Linked DNA regions of Mus musculus: region 1 is linked to region 2. The links are chromatin contacts, called in public promoter capture Hi-C maps. All regions are on one chromosome and are shown on one strand. Each heading gives the region's core, a stretch centred on a gene start, on an enhancer-like site or on the middle of the called end of the contact. The rest is flanking DNA. Distances are from core to core; before and after follow the strand shown. Region 1 overlaps Fbxo34 (F-box protein 34). Region 2 has its middle 7.1 kb from the start of Lgals3.

What was found. Promoter capture Hi-C pulls out the DNA fragments that hold promoters and counts their contacts.
Region 1: a contact with region 2 is called in a promoter capture Hi-C map of hippocampal neurons, with 3 times the contacts expected there. The contact joins two enhancer-like sites. A contact is called at or near these places in 3 of 39 promoter capture datasets (3T3-L1-derived adipocytes, embryonic stem cells and hippocampal neurons), 1 of 484 Hi-C or Micro-C datasets (pre-hematopoietic stem cells), 2 of 115 datasets of contacts at active chromatin or transcription factors (effector CD8 T cells and memory CD8 T cells) and 1 of 9 other capture datasets (adipose tissue).

What each region holds. Positions count from the first base shown.
Region 1 is chr14:47,530,841-47,537,148 of GRCm38.p6, reverse strand. Fbxo34 (F-box protein 34) reads right to left here. Exons shown (of 3, transcript NM_001146086.1): 3 at 5,187-6,308. The coding sequence ends at 5,877. Among named protein-coding and RNA genes, the nearest start is that of Gm35166, 26 kb to the right of the region's middle. Within about 2 kb of position 3,243, at least 210 of the 459 cell types and tissues checked have an H3K27ac peak or open chromatin away from gene starts, as enhancers often do. A contact at or near this core is called in adipose tissue, hippocampal neurons and memory CD8 T cells, where this site is marked.
Region 2 is chr14:47,363,699-47,369,842 of GRCm38.p6, reverse strand. No RefSeq gene overlaps it. Among named protein-coding and RNA genes, the nearest start is that of Lgals3, 7.1 kb to the left of the region's middle. Within about 2 kb of position 2,077, at least 141 of the 459 cell types and tissues checked have an H3K27ac peak or open chromatin away from gene starts, as enhancers often do. A contact at or near this core is called in adipose tissue, hippocampal neurons and memory CD8 T cells, where this site is marked.

The sequences.
Region 1 (6,308 bases), core at 1,994-4,493, 170 kb before region 2:
TTTCAAGAGTAATTTTGAGCATATGCCACTTTCCTCAGTGATCACTTGAGACCCTAGTTCCCACACGCTTAGCATTTCAGAAAGAAAACATTCAGGGGCCTACTTTTTTATTTGTAAACCCAACCTAAAAAATAGTTTGAGCTGGGAGTTATGGCACATCCCTGTTAATATGTGCATTTGGAAGGAGGCAGTAGGTTGGAGAGATGGATGGTTCAGTGGTTAAGAGCACTGACTGCCCTTCCGAAGGTCCTGAGTTCAAATCCCAGCAACCACATGGTGGCTCAACCATCTGTAATGAGATCTGATGCCCTCTTCTGGGGGGTCTGAAGACAGCTACAGTGTACTTATGTATAATAAATAAACAAATATAGAAATCCTTTAAAAGGAAGGAGGCAGTATTTATTCCGAGTTCCATCATGAGAACCTATCTAAAAACTCCGGAGGAAGCAGGTATGCAAGCTCACTGACAAGGCTGATGTAGAATGACCTAAGGTCAACCTGAGCAAGTTGAGACCCATCTCTAAATTAGAACCCAACAAAGCAAGCTTTAAAAGCTCAGTGGTGAGCTGTCTGCTTAGCGTGACCCTGGGTTGGACTCCCAGTCCTAGGATAAGAAAAACCAAATCCTTGAGTACAGATGCCTTTGTAGAGTCTCCTACTAAGAGCCCTCAGGACAGACTGGGGGCTTGTGGGGGTGGGGGTGGGGGCAGTCGAATGACCCTTTCACCGGGTCGAGTAAGACACAAATTTACATTACAAACACAAAGTGTATTAAATCATCCCAGTGGTAGGAAGGTTAGGAACCACTTGCTTGAGAAGGTGGAAAAGGTTTCATGGCTTTTTGCTTTATATATATATATAATTTTTTTTTTTTTTTTTTTTTTTTTTGGTTTTTCGAGACAGGGTTTCTCTGTATAACCCTGGCTGTCCTGGAGCTCACTTTGTAGACCAGACTGGCCTCGAACTCAGAAATCCGCCTGCCTCTGCCTCTTAAGTGCTGGGAGCAAAGGCGTGCGCCACCACGCCCGGCGGCTTTTTGCTTTTTTTAAAGTAGTTAACAGAAATTGTTCTTATTAGAACAATTATTTGAGGGAGCATGTATGCTATAACCTACATGTAGAGATCAGAAGACAACTTTGTGGAGTTTATTTTCTGTTGGTCTTTCTGTGGATTCCAAGGATCAAACTTTGGTTGCTTGATTTGCAAGGCAAGCACCTTTACCAGAATAGCAGGTTGTCGGCCTCACTGGCTTTTAGTGGGCTTCCTCTATCCTACGAGGGATGCCGTTTCTGCTCCATTCCACTTCTCTTCCCACCTGATAACTAGTGGCTCTGTTCCCTACTCCTAACGAGGCCAGCGACCTAGAGTGGGAGACTGCTCCACTAAGGCTCTGCTTCAACAGCTAGGCACAAATGGACCTGAGGCACCCAAAGGTGCCTAACCACAATGTTTGCTCTTCCCACGAGGCTTTGCAAATCAGCGATGGCCATGAACTTCCATAAAGTTAGGAGTGATGTGCATGTCAGAAGGGATGGTGTACTTCCCACACGGCACTTCGCTAGTTCTGAGATTCTAACACTAGCCTATATGAACCCAGAGGAAAGGATAGCATCCCACTGTGTGTTCAACATATGGTTACAGGACCTGATGAGCAGTTGATAGCATTGATTCATTATTGGCACTATTCAGTGTGAAGAAGGGTCTAGTGTCAAATGACTTTATGGCACCTATGATGCAGTCTGTGGATAAAGAAAGACAAATAACCAGTCTGCCAAAGAAATAGCAGCAGTTGAGGGTGTGGCAAAGGGTTGGGAGTATTTCTGTACAAACTGTCCAGATGGCCTCAAAAGGCTAACAGGCGCTCAAAGTCCACACTGCAGAGATGACTAGACAGAGCCTAAGGGAAGCCCAGGGCCTGCTGCTGGGAGCCACTGGCAGCATGGTCCAGAACAAGCAGCTGTGTAGCCAGTAGTTCTCCTGTAAGAACTTCTCTATACAAGCCTGGTCTCCTGGGGTCTGCTATGTCCAGAGGCAAAGTGCTCTTCAGGTTTCTCATCCTTCATAGACAATTAGGGAATGAGCCAGAACTGTCCAAACCTGCCAACAGTCAACATGTTGAATTGATACTAGCAAGCCAGGTCTAGTGGTACATGCTTGTAATCCCAGCTACTCAGAAGGCTGAGGCAGGAGGGTCATAAATGTAAAGATGACCTTAGGCTACTTGAGACAACTTTTTAAAACAAAGTGAAAAGGGTTGGGGATTTGGCTTAACTATAGAGGGATTGCTGATTAAACATGGGATGTAATCATGTCATGGAGTGTATACTGTGAGGCACTGAAGGTAAGTGCTCAAACTAGCTACCCCGGGAGTCCAGGGAACCCCACACACAGATACAAAGGGGCACGTGGAGGAGCCTGGCCAACACAGCAGAGGGGTGGGACTGGTTCCCAGTGGATGTTGCAGTGGGGCCATCAGTGCATAGGGTGAGCAGACACATCGGCAAGCACGTTACATTTAGGGGTTTTGTTAAGAGGCTTTCACTATATGCCTCAAAGAGGCGACCCTGCTGGAATTACAAGTCATATACAATGCACATGCCCTTGGTTCCTTTCCAAGCTGGTAGCAAGAGTCCAACCATCATCTCAGGAATGGGATGGGGACCCAGTTCCCAGTTTCTATGAAGGATGGAGTTGCAATGAGTGGTGGGGTAAACACTGAGGTGGAGCAGCGCCTCCTGTGAGAGCAGAGTGGGTGTTTTCTTTGGCTGGGGTGGGGTTTGAACCTTTGGCAATGCAGGACGGGAACACCGTGGCATGACATGAGAGTGGGCCGGTCGCCTGGGGGCTTCTGGCATGGTTAGTGGTTAGCACTGGCTGCTCCTCCAGGGCTGGGGTTCAGTTTCCAGCACCTACAGGACAGCTAAGAACTGCCTGTAACTCTGACTTTAGGGGACATACTGCCCCTTTGGCCTCCACAGAACTGCATGCATGTGGTATACAGACATCCACACACACAAGCTCTTAAAACCAAAAACCAAAGGGTGGATTATTTCTACATCCAACACTAGGGGGCCACAGAGTCTCAAAAGCAGCATTACATTCTGGTAGTCTGAGTTCAGCGTGGGGGTGGGGTGGGGCGGGGTTGGGGGTGGGGGCTGGTGTCAAGCCTCTGTTGAGCACTGGGAAGCTTGTCCTGCCACAGTTAATGCAGGCCGTCTGTTTCTGAGGTAAGGCCAAGTGCACTGGGGGCATCCTATGCCCTGTTGTCAGCCCAGCTTCTCACACAGCTGCAGAGCACGTGATAACCAGGTCAGCAATGCTGACTCATGAAAACCCAGAGTTGTTTGTCTTGTGTACCCACGTGGGAGAGCCACAGGCAGCAAAGGTTGAACACACAGTGCATGAGGAACGTCACACCCTTGGTTGTCCTGTGTGTTATCGCCTTATCCCAGTTATGAGTCACAACAAACTTAGAGGACATTCAGATTGCCAGCTTGGCACAAGCCAACAGCAGATGTGTTGAAGATGAGCTGTTCTCAGCCTCTTGCGTTGTGTCAGACCAAGTTTGCGTCTCCAGGCTAGCATAGCATGGTCCACTTGTCAGGGTGGCCTCGCTGGCATGGGGTCACTGCAGTCTCAGCCTGCTCTCAGCCGTTACTGTGAAGGATAAAAGAAAAACCCAAACCAGAGATATGGCTCAGCAGTTAAGAGCCACAGACCCAAGTTTGGCATTCAACACTCATAACTGCTTGTAATTCCAGAAGTAGGGAATCTGACACCTTCTTCTGGCTTACAAGGACAAATGCACGCACTAGTATACAGACACACAATCTTAAAAATTCAAACTAGATTCCAGTTCGGAAGCCACTGGCCTCATGACCCTCTGCTTAACATAGGCCAAGCTGGCTCTACCTAAATACCATCCTCCACTCTGCTCCCTGCCGGTCCTGGCCAAATGTGTACCCTCCTCCAAGGCAACCACTGCCCTTCCCCATCAGTCGTCCACATTTGTCGTCCATCCTCCCTGCCAGCAACTTAGGCCGATAACAGGGTTTTTTTCTGTGTTTTTGGATTTTGTTTTCAAAGCTCCAGCTTTCTGTCTTCAAGCCTGAAGACTCCCAGTGGCTTCTAAGTGACTGGTGGACAGCTGTGGGAACTCTTTAATAGTACTTTATAGGGAATACAGCAGGCACTGCACAAAACTCAAAATGTTAAAAGCCGATAAGATTTTAAACTTACATTTAAGGAAAGATGATTTTGTAATATAAAAAGTTAACCTCCCTTCTTCTAAACCCTGTTTTGGGGTGCATTTGACATGTCTCCTCTTGTAGCCCAGGCATGCCTCAAACTCAGCAATTCTTTTGCCTTGTCCTCAGAGCTCTGGGATCACAGACATGAGTCACCACAAATGGCTTGAACACAAACAAGACTTTAACAGAAGGGCCCTAAGAAGGGAGCTGGAGAGGTGACTGCAGTTAAGAGCACTGCTGTTCTTCAGAGGACTCGGGCTTAATTCCCAGCAACCACATGAGGACTTACAAACCTGCTCAGACTCCCAGGGGAGCTGATGCCCTCTTCTGGCCTCTGTTGGTGCAGGTAACCATGTGATGCAGACATAAATGCAGGCAAAATACCCACACACATCAAAGGTTTGTTTTTGTTTGGTTTTTTGTTGTTGTTTTTCGAGACAGGGTTTCTCTGTGTAGCCCTGGCTGTCCTGGAACTCACTCTGTAGACCAGGCTGGCCTCGAACTCAGAAATCCGCCTGCCTCTGCCTCCCCAGTGCTGGGATTAAAGGCGTGCGCCACCACGCCCGCTCAAGTTGTTGTTTTTAATTACAACTTAATGCATAAGAACTTAATGCATAAGGATCTGGACCAGATGACGTAGGCAGGAATCTGGTCCAGTTCATAGCACGGCTCACAACTGCCTGCCACTTGACCACCACAGTGGTGGCTCTGCCACCTTAGTGTGCGCACACTCAAGAGCAAGCACACGCACGTGCACGAAATCCATCTTTGGGCTGTAATGGCTCAGCAGTAGAGAACTTGTTGCTCTGCACAACACACAGATCACTTCCCAGCACAGCTTCAGGGGGTCCAACACCCTTGGCTGGTCTCCTCCAACACTGCCTGAATTTACATGAACATTCATAAAGTTAGTAAAATCTTATTTTAAGACCAGACCTCATTTAAAACGTTTATTTTTTTATTGAAGTTTTTTTAAAAAATTTTTAACCAGACAAAAGGATGCACAACATTTTAATCTATTATATGATATTGTCTTATTCTGTGGTGATTATGTTTAGTCAGCTGTTCATAATATACAATACTGAATTTTAATCACGTTATTTACAGAGGGGCCAAAGCACTCATCTACAGGTAAAGGCGCTCGGGTTTAATGTGCACGTTCACAGCCCTGTGCAAGCACAACCATTATACACACTGTAAACAGCACAGGGCATGTCGGTCTGCAGTCACCACTCTCACGGGAACGAGCATACAGGCCTAGGGTAAGGTGCCTGGTTTTCTTTCTGAGGCATAATTCTCAACCGTGTGCTTCCCTCCTCACTCACTCCAAGTGCAGAGCCAGTGTTGGACCACCTCAGGATCCCCTTGTGGAGACTGCCTGGTGACCTCTGAATGTCCTTGATGGAGGAAAACAGGCAAGAGTTCTTCACAGCTGGATAGGTTTAATGTGAGGCACCACCATACAAAACCATGGAACTAAATTCTTGTACAGCTGAGAAACAGTTTAAAATGCCTGAGCAATGGCAGTCAGAGCTGAGCAGAGATCAGGAAGGGCCGGGGGAGCTCGCAGCCCTGGAGGTTGGCCCAAGTGTTTCACGGTCCTCTTGCCTCCCTGTCCCATGGACTTCAGTACTCCTCTTCCGTCTCACTCCCTCTCGTCTTCTTATGGATTGCCCGGTTAAAGCTATGGCAGGCAGGTAACCAGTGATTGTCATGAAGGCCTAACTTACAGCCAGGAAAGCCCTTCTGAGACTGGTGGCAGCACATCCAGTAGCCAGGCCCATATGGCAAAGCCTGGCAATAGGGTTTGGGGTGCCACCGGCACAGGGACACATCCCCTTTCACATACTTTTTCTTGCACTGCTTGCAAGGGTCTTCCCTATAGCGTGGGTCTCGAACCCACCGAGAATCTGCTGGCCTGATGTTGTAGTATTCAATGATGGACTTGAAGTAGCGACAGGTACATTTAAGAATGGCTAAACTCAGGGTAGGGAGTAACCTGAAGATTTTCACTATGATGTGGTGGGGCAGGCATGCCATGTACTGCTGAGGCTCCAG
Region 2 (6,144 bases), core at 828-3,327:
AGCCTGGGTGCTTCAATGACAGACACTCACTCGATTGCAAATGTGTAGGCCATAAGTTCAAAAACAGAGTTATTTTCTTCTTCTTCTCTTCCTCCTCCTATTATTATTATTAATTATTATTATTCCCCCTCTTTTTTGAGCAGGGTCTCTCTATGTATCCCTGGCTGGCTTAGAACTTCCTATGTAGACCAGACTGGCCAAAACCTCATGTTCCTCCTCCTCCCTCTCCTTCTTCCTCCCCCTCCCCCTCCTCCCCCTCCCCCTCCCCCTCCTCCCCCTCCCTCTCCTCCTCCTCTCCCCCCTCCTCCCCCCCTTCTCCTTCTCTACCTCCTCCTCTTATTCTTCCTTCTCCTTTTAGAGACAGGGTCTCTGTATGTATCCCTGGCTGGCCTAGAACTTCTTATGTAGACCAGACCGGCCATAAATTCATAGAGACCCATCTGCCTCTGCCTCTGCCTCTCAAGTGCTGGGACCAAAGGTGTACACCACCATGACTGCCTCCTCCTCCTCCTCCTCTTCTTTCTCTCCTCGTCCCTCTCTCTCTCTCTCTCTCTCTCTCTCTCTCTCTCTCTCTCTCTCTCTCTCTCTCTCTTCCTTTCTTGCCTTTTTATGGGATATCCTTTCTTATTCTTTGACAGTCTCAGATATGTGAGAGTTAGTTTCTTCTTTGGTCTCTCTCCTTGGCTTGGAAATGACCGAGTTCTGTCCATATTCCGCATATGGTTTTTCCTCTATAGATCTCCATGTCCCAGTCCTCTCTTCATGGAAGACCAACAGTCACAATACCGGATCAGGGCTCACCCCAGTGATCCCATGTGTACTTCTCAGTTCCTTAAAGGCCCCCACTTCCAAATACAGTCACATCGAAAGGTACCGAGAATTAGGTCTTCAACATGAATGAAGGAGGGCACAGCTCAGCCTATCAAATAGGACTGAGGAGTCAATTGTCCTGTTAGCTAAAGTGGTTGCTGGCACTTTAGTGGATGATAGCTGGGCGAGACCTATGTACTGAGAAGGGCACCTGGGAAGACTGGAGGAAGCAGGCAGCAAGGACACTTAGTTGAACAGAGAGACAGGACAGACAGCACACATTGGGTGGCTTCTCATCTCACTCTGAATGACCTTCCTGCCACATTTGAAGGGGTGGCCCCGGCCCTGTTGGAGCTTCTTGACCTACTATAGTTGGTAGCATCAGAGACAAACTTACTTCACAGGCACCAGTTTGGGTTTTCCCACTGGAGTGTGAGTCTGGGCCCTGAGAAACACCAGGCAGGTGTTATGGAGGCCATCCCTGTGCAGTGTTAGCTTCTAGATGTGAAGGGTGGAGAGACATGGTCTGAGGTAAAGAGGTTTGGAGCATAGGGGGTGGCAGGAAGAAGCGGTGACTAGATGGAAGTACAATGACTCAAACATATGACCAAAAAAAAAAAAAAAAAACTCATGAAACGCAGACCTTGGGGGCCAAGAGCCTCACCTGTGGGAAGAGAGAACCGGCTCCCACAGCTTGTCCTCTGACCTCCACTTCCAGGCAGTGACGCGTGTGCACAGGCTCATGCGTCGACCAGATGCTCAGTCACACACACAATAATAAATACATCTAGAAATAAGTAAGTAAATAAATGGTTTAAAAATTCCTTTGTACTGTAACTTAAGTTTTTGATTTAAAAAATAAAACAAAGACAAGGAAGCTTGATGAAACTTGGGAGGCTGAGGCAGGAGCATTGTGAGTTTGATCTAAGCCTGGGCTACCTAGCAAGAGCCTCTTGAAGAAAAATAAGAAGAAAGGAAAAGAAGAGGAGAGAAGGGAAAGGGGAGAGGGAGGAGGCTTTGACGGAGAAAGGAATGATACTTGGGTGGGTTCTAAATATTTAAATACCCAATCTCATGTCTGCATTTAGACTGTGCACCCCACTCTTGGCCACCCTGCCCGGGACCCTTTTTAAGCCTCTTTTTTCTAAAGCTTAGACTGGCTAAAGCTGGTTTCTCTCACCTGCTACAAAGGCATTCTAACTAGGGCAGCGCGCAGGCTCCCCTAACCCTGCTGGCTGTGCAGAGCTGAGTGTGTTGGATCAGGCATGAGCCAGAAAGCACTGGTTTCCATGCGCGTTACCATGGCTACGTAACTCCAGGATTTTCCGCATGAAGCCCAAACCAGCCACCCAACTTCTCTGAGGAATGTCTTTCTGGGAACTTGCCGTTAGGGTGGCCCTTCAAGGTAGCCCCAGAGCTAGGGCCTAAGCTTGCACAGACCCTCCACTACCTTCCCTGACCGGTTCTTATCAGTTCTCCCTGTCACACTGTTACAGACTTCAGGACTCTTGTCACTTCCTGTCAGCACACTCAGTCCTTTTCTCTACTCCCGAGTCAGGCTCTTCTCCCCCAGGAAGGCATAGGCTTGCTTAATAAGTTGTTCCTCCAAAGCTAAGAAAAGAAAAAAGAAAATAAATAAATAAATAAATAAATAAATAAATAAATAAATAAATAAATAAGAGTCAAAACGAGAGCTGGGAATAGTGTCTGGTGCCTGTAATCCCACCATATGGGAGCCTGTAGCAGGAGGATTGGTGTGAGTTTGAGGCTGATGAGTTTGCAGAGTGAACTCCAGGCCAGACTGTCTCAAATAAACGAAACAGTAACAACAGCCCTCTCTGGGAGAGAGCATTGTATAGAGCCAACGGAGAAGGGCAGCTGGTGGGACATGTGGGGCAGCTGGTGGGACGTGCCAGGCAACTGGTGGGTGGGTACATGGAACGCTACTGATAAGAATCACTCCCCTGACATAAAAGTGCTCACACTGCAAACAGAACTATGGGGCTTGCCAGGGCTGCGGCAGGGTGTGGGAAACAGGGCAGACAGGCTTTGAATCTTGTTGGCTGGCAACCCACTGGGCATATTTTCAACACGTTTCCTGGCTGGCAATCATCGAAATCTTTTCAGAGAGATGGGGAGAACTGATTTGGGCAGAAAAGCAGAAAACCATGGGGGATTTTGCTCTCTGTGTTTTATTTATTTATTTGTGTGAGACAGGGTCTCAGGTAGCTGGGGCTGGCTGTGAACTGCATACATACGCAAGAATGACTTGGTTCCTCTAACTCTACCTCCTGGGACTTGGGACTCCAGGCACGTACCACCGTGCTGGCTTTCCGGTCTTTGGTCTTATTTCCCGTTGTCAGTTGTCGGTTGTTTTGTTGTACAGGTAGGGCGGTGCACCTGTGTGTACACTAAAGGAGGAAGATGCCCCAAGTCCTGATCTATTGTTCTCCACCTTATGCCTTTGAGACAGGGTCTCTCACTGAACTTGGAGCTAGGCTGGTGACCAGCAAGCCTGGGAGAGTCTCTCACACTTGCTCCTCAAACACACTGGAGTTATAGGTGCGCGTGACCACTGCTGGCTTTTTATGTGGGCACTAATATCCAAACTCAAGTCTCAGGCTTGCTCAGCAAGTGTTCCTGCCCACTAAGCCAATGCCCTAGCCCTCTCTATATTTACAAAAAATTGTTTTTCTCTTATACATATATGTGAATGCCTACATGCATATCTCTGCACTACATGAGTGTCTGGAGGGCCCATAGAGGCCAGAAGAGGGTTTGGGTCCCCTGGAACTGGAGTTAACTGTGAGCAGCCATGTTGGTGTCAGGAACTGAACTTGGCTTCTCTGAAGGAGCAGCCAGTGCCTCTCCAGCCCCTCTCTGAACTTTTGAAGGGACTATCATGGGTTGTGAAACCACAAGGATAGCAATCAAGCTTGCAAATTTCTCAGGGAATCCAACGAAGCATAGCGTAGCCTGGCTGTTTCCTATGAATGATGCAGTCTAGTAACAGGAGTACACTGGAGTGCTAGACTGTCACACCTTTGGTTCGGGCAACAAACTCTGGTAGGTGGATTTCAGAAGGGGCTAATTCCTTTAACTAATTGTAACTCAAAGCTCTCCAAAAACCCTACCACCACTTGCAGCAACGATATTATTCACAATCACGAAGACCTCAAAGTCCATGGTCTCAGCAAGAATGAACGAACGTCAAACTGGGCACGGCAGCAAATGCTTTTAATCCTAGCCTTTAATGCTTTTAATTCTTGAGAGGCTGAGAGAGGTGGATCTCTGTAAGTTCTAGGCTAGCCAGAACTACATAGTGAGATCTTGTCTCAAAAAGAGAGAGGGAGCCTCGAGAGTCTTGGAGTAGAGAGAGGAACTCCTGTTTGTTCTTTACCTAGAGTGGAACCCAAATGTTGGAGGAAACTAGATTATGAAAAATGCAATCTTCGATGACGAGAATGGGCAGTATAGCACTGAAAGTCACAAACCCCCTCCCAGGCTCAAACAAGCCTGAGCTAGCCAAGTGATTCCCAGCGATGCGGAGCAGACGGTGCTTCAGGAAGCAAGGAGGAACCTGCAAGGGTGATAAATAGCAACTTCAACTCTGACCCGTTTTACTACTCAACAGTCAGTCTGCCTCTGCGGACAGTTCATTCATTCCTTATCACCGACAGGGCTACTCTCCTCCGACACAAAAGCCTGCCTTTAAGGAGCACCCAAACCCTGAGTCTCATGCGCACGAGCGCACATAGATAGTAATTACTGCCTGTCCCCTACCCCACCCCCGCCCCCTACGGCGGAGTGGAGGAAGCATGTGACACACGCCGTTGTCCTGCAGAGAGAGGAACAATTTACTCCTACTGGGAGTGGAGGAAGGCCGGGCAGGGCCAGTGGAACACCCTGAGCAAAGCCAAGGGGAAGAAGGGTTCCAGGTGTGGTAGCAACATGAATGAACATTGCCCTTGGGTTTATTACACGGCAGGAGCTAAGCTAGGCATTTTCTGTCCTTTAACTCGTGTAATTCTCACAGCAGCTTATCAGTGAGTAATAACTATTTCCACTTGTATGATGAGGAAACAGAGGCATAGGGAGTTACATAAATCGATCGGGGTTGCACAGGTAGTAAGTAGCTGACGTAGGGGTTGAGACGGGGCAGGGAGACATTGGGTCTGTTCTGTGAGCCGCAGGACTATGGTGCGGGTAGATCAGAGAGTGCAGGTCTTTTTGCAGTGGTTTTCAACCTTCCCAATCCTGCAACCCCCTTTAATACAGTTGCTCATGCTGAGGTGACACCATAACCATAAAATTATTTTCATTGCTACTTCATAACTGTAATTTTGCTACTGCTACAAATCAGAATGTAATATCTGATATGCAGATGGTCTGAGGTGACCCCTTATAAGAAGGGCGTTCAACCCCCCCCCCCAGGTGTTGAAAACCACTGTTTTGGAGGGACAATGCAAGGTCTTAATGGTGGGGGTGAGAGAGTCAGAAGGTAGAGGATACGTGGAAGTTTTGGCATATTTCTGGTATTCCAAGACTCAGCGTTTTGGACTGTGGGTCACTAAATGTGGAGCGTATTCAGAGGGTGATGACACTGAAGGCTTTCCAGACAGATTAATTCCAAATCAAGCAGATGACAAATCTGAGGGGTTTCTGGCAGTCTTCACCCATGCAGGATCTCATTGCAGCCTTAGTTCAGGACACACAGCGTACACTTTGCCCTGTGCGTGCTGTCTGGCTGGTACACCGTGGCTCAGATTCCGGATGCTTCTGCATCGTGAGAAGCAGTGTTTCTGCTGTTCGAGACTTTTTGCTCTTAGAAAAACATAGTGGCTTACTTTTAGGAAGCAAAGACTTTTAATATTTGTGTCATTATTTAGCATGTAAGCATCAGATTAGTGCATTGTGTCAGAGCGTTTGATTTTAGAAATTGTGGGCTGGAGAGATGGCTCAGTGGTTAAGAGCCCTGACTGCTCTTCCAGAGGTCCTGAGTTCATTTTCCAGCAACCACATGGTGGCTAGCAACCATCTGTAATGGAATCCAATGCCCTCTTCTGGTGTGTCTGAAGACAGCTACAGTGTACTCAACATATATATATAAGATAAATAAGATATATTTTTTAAAAATCATAAAAATTGCTATTTGAATTGTTTTCTCTTTTGAAGCACTGTGAGGGCTGGAGGGTGGGTCAGCACTGAAGAACACTGACTGCTCTTCCAGAAGACTTGGATTGGATTCTCAGCATCGCATCCCATGGTGGTTCACAACTGTCTGTCACTTCAGGTCCTCTTCTGGTCTCCCCAGGCACCGAGCACACACAAGGC